Regions from separate parts of the Mus musculus genome. Here region 1 is linked to region 2. A link is a contact called in public HiChIP or PLAC-seq data. All regions are on one chromosome and are shown on one strand. Each heading gives the region's core, a stretch centred on a gene start, on an enhancer-like site or on the middle of the called end of the contact. The rest is flanking DNA. Distances are from core to core; before and after follow the strand shown. Region 1 overlaps Heatr5a (HEAT repeat containing 5A). Region 2 overlaps Hectd1 (HECT domain E3 ubiquitin protein ligase 1).

Region 1 (6,864 bases), core at 1,367-3,866, 170 kb before region 2:
ATAAAGTGCCCTGGGTGCTGGACATTTTCCCAAAGCTTGCAGTTGCTACTCTTCTTTTTAATCAAGTCTCGATTCTTTGATTTTCTTAATTATTTTATTTTGATGTGTAATGGTGGGTGTGATGGTGTGTATCTCTTTAAGCTGAGCAGTTGGGAGGCAGAGACAGGCAGCTCTCTGTGAGTTTGAAGCCAACCTGGTCTACATAACAACTTCCAGGACAGCCAGAGTTACATAGAGAAACCCTGCCTTAAAAAGACAAAAAATCCTGTACTGGCTGATTTTATGTGTCAACTTGACACAGGCTGGAGTTGTCACAAAGAAAGGAGCTTCAGTTGGGGAAATGCCTCCATGAGATCCAACTGTAAGGCATTTTCTCAATTAGTGATCAAGGGGGAAGGGCCTAGCCCACTGTGGGTGGTGCAATCTCTGGGCTGGTAGTCTTGATTCTATAAGAGAGCAAGCTGAGCAAGCCAGGGGAAGCAAGCCAGTAAAGAACATCCCTCCATGGCCTCTCCTGCTCTGCATGAGTTCTAGTCCTGACTTCCTTTGGTGATGAACAGCAGTATGGAAGTGTAAGCCGAATAAACCCTTTCCTCCCCAACTTGCTTCTTGGTCATGATGTTTGTACAGGAATAGAAACCCTGACTAAGACTAATGCAAAACACCAAATAATAACAATGACAATAATTGCACACCAGACACTGAATAAATGCCTAACTCAAGCCAGGACTGCTGTCTCTATGAACCGAAAGTCTTGGAAACTATCCTATGAGGGAAATACTGTTATTTCTCTTACTAAAAATGAGAAAACTGAGGACAAAAAAGTTAAATTATTTGCCCAAGTTTACATATCTAAGTGGGCAGAACCAAATTAGCCTACTCAGGCCTCTCCCACACGTCTCCCCCAAAAGCCCATTGCATTTCCCCACGCTGCACAGTTCAGAGAGAGCACAGAGGAAGGGGTGCACACCCACAGCTAAGTGTGAAAGAATTCTGTTTGGGAAGAAAAGCTGAGGGGCTGGTGAGATGGCTCAGCAGGTAAGAGCACCTGACTGCTCTTCCAAAGGTCCTGAGTTCAAATCCCAGCAACCACATGGTGGCTCACAACCATCCGTAATAAGATCTGACTCCCTCTTCTGGTATGTCTGAAGACAGCTACAGTGTACTTACATATAATAAATAAATAAATCTTAAAAAAAAAAAAAAAAAAAAAAAGAAAAGCTGAGCTTTAGTTTTTAATGCGTCTTAGGGTGTTTTGTTTTGTTTTTAAATGATAATATTATCACTATATATTGCCTTTAAATACTTCTACTTTATTATTGTGAAGGCGTGTGCATGCCTGTGAGGTCAGAAAACCACTTCATGAGCTGGTCCTCTCCTTCCTCCTATGTGGGTGTTGAGGATGGAGATGGAACAGAGGCCTTCTGTTGTAAAGCGAGCGCGTTACCTGCTGAGCCGTCTCCTCAGCCCTCTCCATCACCTTTTATTGCATCTGAACGTTAACCTGGAACAAGTTGTTTCAGATGTTAACAGTGAGAAGCCTGGATTGTCGTTTACACCTGTCATCTTAGCACTGGGAGGCTGAGGCAGGAGGGTCATGAGTTCCAGGCCAGCCTGAGCTCCAAAGTGTACCTCAAGAAATAGACAGGCTGGAAAGATGGCTCAGAAGCTAAGAGCACTTGTTCATGCAGAGGACCCTGGTGCTGTTCTTACTACCCTCATGATAGTTCACAACCACTTATAATTCTGTCTTAGTTAGGGTTTTTATTGCTGTGGGAAAACACTGTGACCAAGAGCAACCTGGGGACGAAAGGGTTTCTTCAGCTTACAGTTTGTAAGGAACTGGTGCAGAGGTCATGGAGGAGTGCTACTTAGCAGTTTACCCTGCCTTCTTACAATACTCAGGACCACCCGTCTAGGGGTGGCTCCACCTCCCATACCAGTCATCAGTCAAGAAGATGCGGCACAGGCTTCACCACAGGCCCGGCTGGTGGGAGCATTTTCTCAGTGGAGCTTCCTTCCCAAATGACTACCTTGTGTCAAGTTGACAAAACTAGCCAGTGTACTCCAGTTCTGACAGATCTGATCTCTACAGGCATCATGCTCTTACGTGGTATACATGCATACATACATACATACATATATACATACATACATGCAAACAAAGCACTCACACATTAAAAAAAGTCTTAAAAATTCTTTTTAAACAAAAGACTGAAGTAGTCAAAATGTACAGATGTGCTACTGTAAACCTATAATAGGAGCATTTGGAAGAATGAGGCAAAAGCAGATATGGGGCTGGAGAGATGGAGCTGGAGAGGTGGCTCAGCCTTCTTGCTTTCCAGCTCCCATAGTCAGTACAAGGATCCAACAATCTAGCTTCCTTGGGCAACTTCACTTAAATGCATACCCAAACACAGACACACCTGTGTACACATAACTAAAATATGAAATAAAACGTTACTCTGAGGAATGTTACAATGTTGCTTGTTGCCATAGCAATTGTACCTTCCATTTATGTGCTATTGGCCAGATTTTCAAGTACACTAACGTTCACTCTGTCACGGGAGACAGTAGCTAGCTAGTAGCTGACACCCCGACCCAGGCTTGGCTGTTTAGTTCCTGTTTCTTTTTCTGGGCTGCAACACTTAATAACCATTCATTGGAAACCAGAAGATACAAAACATTGGAGTTGTACATTCAAGTATTTTCATCTTAAGGGAGACACCCCTGCTCCCTAGTCCAGCTCTAAGGAGTCACGTGAGGTTGTCTTTGCAGGTCCTGCCGTGGTCAGTCACCACCTCACTCGAGTTCTGCTGCTGTGGAAGTGTGTCTTTCCAGCGTCCCCCAGAGATCTAGAAACAGAAAAGAGCCGAGGAGACTCGTTTACCTGGCAAGTGACCCTGGAAGGCCGAGCCGGTGCTCTCTGTGGTAGGTTGACTGCCATCTCTCTTCTCCCTGGCCTTTCTTTACCCTTTGTACATTCTGTAGGTTTCATTTAGTGTAAGGGGACAGGAATCTGGCTGGTGTTTCCATACCTGAGTGTGATCAGTTAGCTGGTGATAACTCTGAGTGGTACTGAGCCAAGTCTGAGAGCTGGAGCTTTAGACTGACCACTGCATGTCTCAGACTCAGGCCAGATGGAAACCCACAAGAAGTAGTAAGAATTTGGGGCTGGTGAGATGGCTCAGCAGGTAAGAGCACCCGACTGCTCTTCCGAAGGTCCTGAGTTCAAATCCCAGCAACCACTTGGTGGCTCACAACCATCCGTAATGAGATCTGACTCCCTCTTCTGGTGTGTCTGAAGACAGCTACAGTGTACTTACATATAATAAATAAATCTTTAAAAAAAAAAAAAGGTAGTAAGAATTTGATTTAATTAGCCCTGGAGATGTGTGGGTCCCAGTTTGTATTTGTGACAGTGTATGTAGGCTTGACAATAACTTCTCACTATTAGTTTAAACTAAGGAAAATGGCTTTCTTAGAACAGGGACCACCACATGCTTGTTTTGTTTATCCAATGAATTTTACCCTTAAAAAGGAAAAAATTTTAATTTCAACCCGACACTCAGTCTGAACTATTTATTTTTCTCTTCTTCTGAAGCAGTCTCAGTTATTTGAGTAACTGTAAACTCATGCCCTGGCTAGAGTCTGCATGTTTCTGCAGAACTAGTGAGAAACTGACGGACTTGGAAGTCTAAGCTGCTTTTTTATTTATTTATTTTTAAAGATTTATTTGTATTTGTGTGTATGTGAAAATATCTCTTTCTCTCTCTCTCTCTCTCTCTCTCACACACACACACGCACACACATTGTGGGGGGGGGGGGGTTAACAGTGGGGTCAGAAAAGGGGTCAGATCCCCCTTGAAGTGCAATCAAAGCAACATGGTAACAGGAACCAGATATGAATCCTACACGTTTTTAAACAATGAAACATCTCTCTAACCCCTGATTTCTTTGTTTCTCTTCTTGTTTTAAATTTGAGATGTATTTGAGATTTGAGATGAGCTACTATGTAGCTCTTGCCGTCCTAGAACTTACTGTGTAGATCACGCTGACCTTAAACTCACTGCCTCTGATCTCAAGGGTTAAGCACAACCCAGGGCACCACCATTTTGTTAATTTATTAGTCTCTTAGCAATCCCAGGAAATTCTTGAAAAATATAATTAAAGATGGAAGATACTAGCTTCCTTTTTAATCATTAGAATTTCAAGATACTATTTTTTTTGAGCACTTCTTTGTAACATTGCTGATGCTATACATAACTGAATGTTCTGGTCTCGTGGCCTATGACTCTGTACAGGGAGTAAGTGTCTGTTCTCATTTTCAGCTGTCAAGAGTTTCATTTCGCACTGTGGTGATCTCCTTACTGAGGAAGTCATCCAGCGACTCCTGCCGCCGCTTCCCTGTGCTGTGGATCTGCTGACTCAGTAAGGATCAGTTCTTTAGACTGGAAGAGCTTTCTAAGAGCAGTTAGCTACCGCTCTGTAATCCCTTAGGTGTACTCATAATGCAAGCTGATAGACTTGATTCCTTTGGCAGAGGAAGGCAGTCATTTAGATATGTGACTTCTCTTCTTCTCTTTTAGGCTAGAAAAAATGCATATTAAAAGGGAAGGAAAATTACTTGGTGAATAATATACCTTTCATACAGGCAGTTTTAACAAGAAATTAAATCCTAAGCCTGCTAACCTTTGCAGGTATGCATTGTATTGGTTTGTTAGTGTTGTTCTATTTTCCAAAGAACTAGATACAGGTTTTTGTGTGTTTATAGTTCTTATAGTTGATTTATCATCTAGCTGATAAAACACAGGAAAAAGCCAATACTTTTTATTGTATGTATGTGTGTGTGTGTAACTTACAATTATAAGCACTAATTTCCAAATTAATTGGTATAAAGAACATTCTTTCAAAAGGTTTTTTATGATACGCCACTTTATGTATAAAGAAAAAATGCATTAAGGTACAGCCTAGAAGTATGATAATAGATGACCATCATTGAATCAAGCATAGCTAAAGCATTGGCTCTAAACGTTAAGGGCCACAGTAAATAATTTAAATTGTATAGGTTCTCAGATCTGCATCAAAATTTCTCAACTCTTATAGCTCAGAAGGAATCATACAGTGCTGGGCAGATAGGGGGACAGTTGTCCTGTTTAACACTGAACTAGAACATAAGCAACAGCCATGCCTTTGATCTGATAGCTTTCTCTCTTTTAGGTTGTTTGTCCTTTTAAGTTGACTTATAAGACTTTGTACATATTTGCAACACTATTGCTGTCCATTAAAAACTAAAATATATTTTTTTAATTAATATGTTCTCAATTTAAATGTCACATCTTTTTTGGTTAGTGTTGGAATTTTTGGGAGAGAGAAGGGTTGTTCTGGTTTTTTGTTGGTTTTGTTTTGTTTTTAAACAGTCTCTCTGTGTAGACCTGACTGTTCTAGAACTCTGTGTGACCAGGCTGACCGTGAACTCATGGAGCCCCACCTGCCTTTCCTCTCAAGTGCTGGGATACAAGGTGCATGCCACTGCTCCCAGGCTTCATCTTGTATATTTTTGCTTTGATTTTCTTATATTTCAAGTTTTATCTTTTGTGTTTGCATCTTTAATCCATCTTAAGTTGATTTTTCTACTTAGAGTGAGGTAGAAGTCTGTTTTTATACTGGTGAAACCAAACACTATAGACCAGGGGATTGATAGCACAGAAACGTATATATATATATTGCTCTGGAGACTGAGAGTTTAAGATCAAGGTGCTGGCAGAATGATGTCTCTGGTAAGAGCCTGCTGCCCATCTCCAACATGGCACCTTATTTGTCCATCCTTTGGAGAGGGCGGATTGTTTGTCCTCATGTAGCAGAAGAGACACAGAGACAAAAGAACCAAACTGCCTTTGTCAAACAATTTTATCAAGTCATTAATCATTCATGCGAGAAAGGCAAAAGGCCCATCCTTCCGATAGTATTCAATTGACAGTAAGTTTTATTAATTTACTTCTTTGGGTTTGATGGATAGATAGCATTTAATGAACTACCTCTGCGTAGCTTCAAGCCACCAGGATATATTTCATCTTCCCTCACCTCTTCTCCTGAGGAATTTGGAGCCAGAAGCATGATGTAATTGCAGGAAAGTGGAAATAGGCGGATCTCTGAATTCAAACCAGCCTGGTCTACATAGCTAGTCCCAGGCAAGCCAAGGCTATATGGTAAGGTCCTGCCTTAAAACAAAACAAAACAAAACAAAAAACCTAGGGGAAAAAAAATTGAACTTTGCAGGGTGGTTGGCTGTGGTGTACACCTTAATCGCAGAACTCAGAGGCACACAGAATTTGAGGCCAACCTGGTCTACACAGTGAGTTTTAAGACAGTCAAGGCTGTAAACATAGAGAAACCCTGTTGTAAAAAAGAAAAAAAAAACCAAAGAAACAAAAAAACCCCATGAACGTCACCATAACACTGTTCTGGAGCTTCCTCTCCTCTGGACTTCTGCAGACGTCTGGCCGACAGCAGAGAAAGCTCCATTTTTGTCCTGCTTTGTCAACAGCAGAGAGAGCTCCCTTGTTTTGTCCTTATCTGCTCACCTCCCCAGGAGCTCTCACAGTTTACTGAGGTTGTGGCAGAAGCTATGGATCCTCAGAGCAGCTTCTCAAAGTCACCTGGCTAAAGCTTGTCAACATGACTCTAGGGACACCAGACACTAGCATCTCCCCAGCGCCTGGATGCTGCTGGTGTTCACAGATGTGGCTGAGGCCATCCCCATTCTGGATGGCACGACCACTGCCACAACACGCAGGAGTTAACTGCATGTTCAACACATGAGTTTTCAAGGACAAAGATTCTTTTTTTTTTTTTTTTTTTTTT
Region 2 (6,271 bases), core at 2,874-5,373:
TAAACAATTTGTTTTGTTTGTTTTTGGAGATAAAGTCTTACTATGTAGCCCTTGACTGTCTGGAACTCAGTCTGTATTCCAGGCTGGCCTTGCATTTATAGCCATCTCTATCTGCCTCTGTTTCCTGGGTGCTGGGATTAAAGGCATGAAATACTAGTTTTTCTATTTTTTGTAATCAAATTTTAAGTGACAATTAAGGCTATGCTCTTTTTTCTAAAGTTTGTTATTGTATAAAAAATGTTCTTGCACTATCTTTTTTCATGTAATTTTTAAAAAATCATTTTAAAACACTTTCTGTCTAATGCATTTACAGGTCAACTGCAACATGGCCCCTTGACCCAGCGAAGGATGAAAAGCAAGGGTGGCGGCATGTCAGGCTGAAGCAGATGGGGAAGAACGCCAGTGGACAGACGCACTACCTCTCGCTCTCCGGCTTTGAACTCTATGGCACTGTGAATGGCGTGTGCGAAGACCAACTAGGTAATGAAAGGACTTGAGGCCTTCCCAGCTTTCTACAACTGTTTAGTAAAGTGACTTGATTTATATTTCTCTAATTCTGATCTCACAGGGAAAGCAGCTAAAGAAGCAGAAGCTAATCTTAGAAGGCAGAGGCGCCTGGTGCGCTCTCAGGTCCTCAAGTACATGGTTCCAGGAGCACGTGTTATCAGGGGCCTTGATTGGAAGTGGCGAGATCAGGATGGCAGCCCGCAGGGAGAAGGCACAGTCACAGGCGAGCTCCACAATGGTGAGTCATGGTTAGAACCTGGTATTGAACCCTGTGTCTTCCTTCTGTCTTCGGATTCTGTGTAAATTGTATAAATAATAGCAGACATTTTTAGAAGAACTGATAATGACGGCACATTAAAATGAAAAGAGCTGGAAGTAGTGGCATCTGTCTGCAAATCTCAGCACCCAGGGGCAGGGGCAGGGGCAGGGGCAGGGGCAGGATCTCAGTGTATGAGGCCAGCCCAACGGTTCCAGGCCACCCAGAGCTTCTTGGTTGAGACCCTTTCTAAAAAGTAACAACTCATTGACTTAGAATAAATAGTTAAAACAAAATCTTGGATTTTGACTAGAATCTATTTGTTAATATTGTCATGATTATGGAGCTAATATTAAGTATTTCAAGATACGTTTCTTCTCGTTTTCCTTTGTGTATTGTTCTCAAGTTACCACCAATTCCTGATAGGAATTTCTTGGTAGTTTTAGAATTTAGGCAATGCCTTTTTACTGTACTAAAGACACAGAGAAGAGAAAGGATTCGTGTTCACAGTTATTTTTCTATAGAGCAAGGAATAAGGAATAGTTTCCCAATCGCTTAGTAGGCAATTACAGTCTACCAGCCTCTGGAGGGAATTTAAACTGTGTTCTGTAGTAGGGCCAATTGTACAAAGAAAGTAAATTCATTTTAATCTTTGTGCTATAGATTTTAGCAAAAGTCCTTATCCAAATAATAAGCTACTGTTAACTCCCACTCTAGCTGCCTGGCTGTTTCTTTTTAACATTTAAGGGTTTACTTAGTAGCAAGTGATTTGCTTGAATCATAGTAGTTCTTTCTTACCAATTATACTGAGCATTAAAAATGTAAAATGCTATAATAAAAATTACGGGACTGGGACTTTGGCTCAGTTGGTAGATGGCTTGCTCTATGTATGTAAAGCCCTGGGTTTGATTCTTACATGTCTCTGATCCTCCAAATGTTGAAATTCAGTTTTAGCTTTAAACATGTCAGTTTTAAGTTTTCAAATACATTTCCCACAATAAGGAATCTTTTTATCTATGTTTGGAGCATAGGAATATTTTATATTTAGGTATAAATGTTTTACCTTTTAAAAGTTTTCTCAAACCTAATATAAATGGGGTGCACTTTTTAGTATATTCCCACATGGCATCAGGTATACCCATTGCTCTTCTGAAGAGTCTCTGTGTTGGTGGAACTACCTGTTTATCCACTTATTCTACAGGATTGTAAAGGGACTCTGTTAAATTCATCTATTCAATGGTCAAAGCAAAATATGATTAACTTGTCTTCTGGGTAAAACATACATATTTATATTTAATAGTATTCATATACATATGTGTGTGTATATATATATATATATATGTGTGTGTGTGTGTGTGTGTGGAGAGAGAGAGATTGATAATTTGAGTATATATTGTTATCAATGCAATATAAGTCTCAACTTTATTTGATACTGGGATGTATTTTTGAACCTTTTCTTATACTTCCTGTGTAGCAAATGAGAAAGTTAAATGTTGGTTCTTCAAAAGTTATTTCAGCAAGAAATACGAATACAAAATATATATAATATGCTTATATTATATCTACAATACATATACTATCTAAGCTTATGCAGATTTGCAGCAGTCAGTTTTCCTTTCAAATAACTCATGAATAGATAAGTGCAGGCGGCTCAGGGCTCCTCGGAGCCCCGTTACTGTGTGTCATGAACGGCGTGTCAAGTGCTCAGGGATGCTTACAGCTACTTACGCTCTCTACGAGCTCAGTGCACTTCCAAGTCAGAGCTCTTGGTGTGTCTCTTCCTGGGGAGTCAGCCTCTAACTAACGTAACACTGAACTTTCTATTAGCTTCCTTCTTAGGCAACTAGTTTTGGGGGGTTTTGTAATTTTATTACCCCTTTCAAAAAACTAACATTTTTCATATGTAAGTATAGATCCAATATCTTTTAATTTGTTAATAGCTTTAGTATATAAATCCTCAAAGAACTCAACTTGCTTTTAAATTGTTTCTAGGATGTTTTTGTGCGTACTCAAATCTAGTAAACTAAACCATAAAATCAACTAACCAGTAAACTTTGAGAAGACAATTGAAATGCCAACTTAGTATTTTATTTGAGCTAGTAATCTAAAATTTCTGTAAGTGACATAAGCATGCTTATCTGTCATTTTTTAGATTTTATTCCAACCTTTAAAATTAATGGTTAGTGCTTTTTTCAAGAAGAAACATTTGATAATCATATAGTCACATTTAACAGGTCAAAAATTTTCACTTGTTGAAATCTCAGTTTTTTCTTTTATAACTAATATTGTTTCTGTAGTTGGAAATGCAGTTTAGTGGTAGATGCCTGTATATGTCAGGCCTTAGATTTCACCCTCAGCATCAATTTTTAAAAGTGTTTTTTTCCCCTTTTAACAGAATACATGTAAATAATCAGTTTTTAATGTTTTTATATATCACTAGTTGGCCTGGTGGTAGTGACACTTGAGAGGCAGTGTCAGGCAGATTTCTGAGTTGGCTAGCCTGGTCTACAGCGTGAGCTCCAGAACAGCCAGGGCCACACAGAGAAACCCTGTCTTGAATAAAAGAAAAAAATTTACCAGTCTTGGGCTGTCCAGAGATAAATCTAATAAAAGGAAGAATTTTAGAGATATCCCAGAAACATCGTATATAATGCATACTTAATATTATTATGTGAGAATTAAATAGTATAGACCTTCAGATAGACTAATAATAGTATCAAATAATATTTTAATTAATCTGAGTTCAAAACTTGTCTTTTAGTTGGCAAACCTGTTGGTTAGCAATTGAGGGAAGTACAGCGCCATGAAACGCTGATCCCGTTTGTGGAGCTACTGTCTAACGCTCCTCTCTGCTTTCTGCTGGGTCTCACAAACTCCTGTCCCTTTCCAGGCTGGATTGATGTCACCTGGGATGCTGGTGGCTCAAACTCTTACCGTATGGGCGCAGAAGGAAAATTTGACCTCAAGCTTGCACCAGGGTACGACCCTGATACAGTGGCATCACCCAAACCTGTTTCATCCACTGTTTCAGGCACAACGCAATCATGGAGCAGCTTGGTGAAAAACAACTGTCCAGACAAGACGTCTGCTGCTGCAGGCTCCTCAAGTAGAAAAGGGAGCAGCAGCTCTGTGTGTAGCGTGGCCAGTAGCAGCGACATCAGCTTGGCTTCGACCAAAACGGAACGGAGATCAGAAATTGTAATGGAACACAGTATAGTTTCAGGAGCTGATGTCCATGAACCAATTGTTGTTCTTTCATCTGCTGAAAACGTCCCTCAAACAGAAGTAGGGTCATCTTCCAGTGCAAGCACCAGCACCCTAACAGCGGAAACGGGAAGTGAAAATGCGGAAAGGAAGTTAGGCCCTGATAGTTCTGTTCGAGCTCCTGGGGAGTCTAGTGCGATATCCATGGGGATTGTTAGCGTTAGCTCTCCTGATGTTAGTTCGGTATCTGAATTAACCAATAAGGAAGCAGCTTCACAACGACCCCTTAGCTCTTCGGCAAGTAACAGACTGTCGGTGAGCTCTCTGTTGGCAGCCGGGGCCCCTATGAGCTCCAGTGCGAGTGTACCTAACCTGTCCTCAAGAGAGACATCTAGCTTGGAGAGCTTTGTCAGGAGAGTGGCAAACATAGCACGGACTAATGCCACCAACAACATGAACCTAAGCCGAAGCAGCAGTGACAACAACACTAACACTTTGGGGAGGAACGTGATGAGCACCGCAAGTAAGTGAGCTTTCCTTCTGGGGTCCAGTACTTCCTGTGAGGGAGCTGAGGCTAGCCACGTCAGACAGACTGCCCTCTCAGATGCAGCACTTGGGAACTATGAAGTCAGGGTCTGAAGAACCTACAGTAGTTCAGGACTTGAGACTAGCTTGCATTTTATAAGAGACGGCTACACAAAACTACACGACAGATTAGCTGACTAGTTCCCACGGCACGCCTCTCACTCAGCCCCTGTATTCACTATAGCTTCCAAACGCTAGCTAACTCTAATTTTAAGTTACTAATGGGGCCAAGTGATTCCCATAAAATTACAATAAAATTAATCCTGTTGCTTATTTTTTGTAAAAGCTAGGCTTTAAAAGGTAATTATGGACTTTTTTTTTCCTTTTTTCTTTTTTTATTTTTTTTTTTTTTTTTTTTGTTTTCAAGACAGGGTTTCTCTGTGTAGCCCTGGCTGTCCTGGGACTCACTTTGTAGACCAGGCTGGCCTCGAACTCAGAAATCCACCTGCCTCTGCCTCCCAAGTGCTGGGATTAAAGGCGTGCACCACCACCGCCCGGCAGTAATTGTGTTTTTAAAAACAGTAAGTTTTAGTTGGTTTTCAGTTCGGTTCCCAAAGTTGTTGCTTTTCAATGTTTTCATTATTAATGTGTTTCATGAAATTAAAAAAATATTTTATCTTGATTTTTTTTTTTTTAAAGGTTCCTTCAATACTGCGTATTTAACTGATTTGCTTCATTTTTATTTTTAGCTTCTCCACTTATGGGTGCTCAGAGTTTCCCTAATTTGACCACACCTGGTACTACATCAACAGTGACAATGTCAACATCGAGTGTTACGAGCAGCAGCAATGTAGCTACGGCAACCACAGTTTTATCAGTGGGTCAATCATTAAGTAATACTTTAACCACCAGCCTCACATCAACCTCTAGTGAGAGTGACACAGGCCAGGAAGCAGAATACTCCTTATATGGTAAGTTACAGATCAAAGTTTATTAACTATACAATCCATCCATCCAACTGGATCCATTAACATGGTGCATTTTTCCTGGAATTCTTGATGAGGAATGGAATTTGAGGTAAGGTCTTACTTTGTAGCCTTAGCTGGTTTAGAACTCACTATGTAAACCTGGCTGGCTTTAAATTCACCTGTCTCTGCCTCCTGAGTGCTGGGATTAAAGGTCTGCACACCACGTCCATCCTTATATATTTTCAACCTTTTATATAAAATAATGTCTTTGTATAAAATGGAAAAACTCCATGATGTAGAGAAGATTAAAAAATTATCTGATTATAGGGGCTAGGAAGATGGCTCAGGGGTTAGTGTGGTTGTCGGTCCTACTGAGGACCCAGGTTTTTAGAAAAAAAATTAATAAAACAAGTAGAGTACCTACCTTCCAACCTGATCAGGTACATACCTGTGTGTATGGGGTTTGTTTGCTTGTTTAAGCTAAAGGGAATTGTGTCCTTTAGCTATTTCTTTTCCTCAGTGTATTTGAAAATATATCCCATTGTTTGATGTGTTTCTACAACATTTGGAATTACTGCCAAATATTCCACTATAGGGTGATCATGATAAGTTATACGCTTTGTCTAACAGTTACAACTTTTTCTTTCTCATAAACATAAATATACAACCTAGTATTGCTGTGGATCGCCTTAGGTTTGTTCTTTAAAGTAATTACTTCCAAAACAGTTGTCTTCCTGTCAAGATGAGTTGAAATATTTTTTATTTTTTTACCACATAGCCTTGATCATGTTTATTGTCTCCCCTTTGGCAA

What was found. HiChIP or PLAC-seq counts read pairs in DNA pulled down with a chosen protein or histone mark.
Region 1: a contact with region 2 is called in an H3K27ac HiChIP or PLAC-seq map of microglia, with 4 times the contacts expected there. The contact joins two enhancer-like sites. A contact is called at or near these places in 12 of 484 Hi-C or Micro-C datasets (the G1E-ER4 cell line, LSK cells, bone marrow-derived macrophages and 9 more), 1 of 115 datasets of contacts at active chromatin or transcription factors (microglia) and 3 of 9 other capture datasets (adipose tissue, liver and pancreatic islet).

The regions. Positions count from the first base shown.
Region 1 is chr12:51,935,638-51,942,501 of GRCm38.p6, reverse strand. Heatr5a (HEAT repeat containing 5A) reads left to right here. Exons shown (of 36, transcript NM_177171.4): 12 at 2,779-2,931; 13 at 4,332-4,431. Among named protein-coding and RNA genes, the nearest start is that of Heatr5a, 32 kb to the left of the region's middle. Within about 2 kb of position 2,616, at least 16 of the 459 cell types and tissues checked have an H3K27ac peak or open chromatin away from gene starts, as enhancers often do. A contact at or near this core is called in bone marrow-derived macrophages and microglia, where this site is marked.
Region 2 is chr12:51,766,748-51,773,018 of GRCm38.p6, reverse strand. Hectd1 (HECT domain E3 ubiquitin protein ligase 1) reads left to right here. Exons shown (of 43, transcript NM_144788.2): 23 at 314-480; 24 at 569-745; 25 at 3,654-4,490; 26 at 5,242-5,463. Among named protein-coding and RNA genes, the nearest start is that of Gm5785, 58 kb to the left of the region's middle. Within about 2 kb of position 4,123, at least 30 of the 459 cell types and tissues checked have an H3K27ac peak or open chromatin away from gene starts, as enhancers often do. A contact at or near this core is called in bone marrow-derived macrophages and microglia, where this site is marked.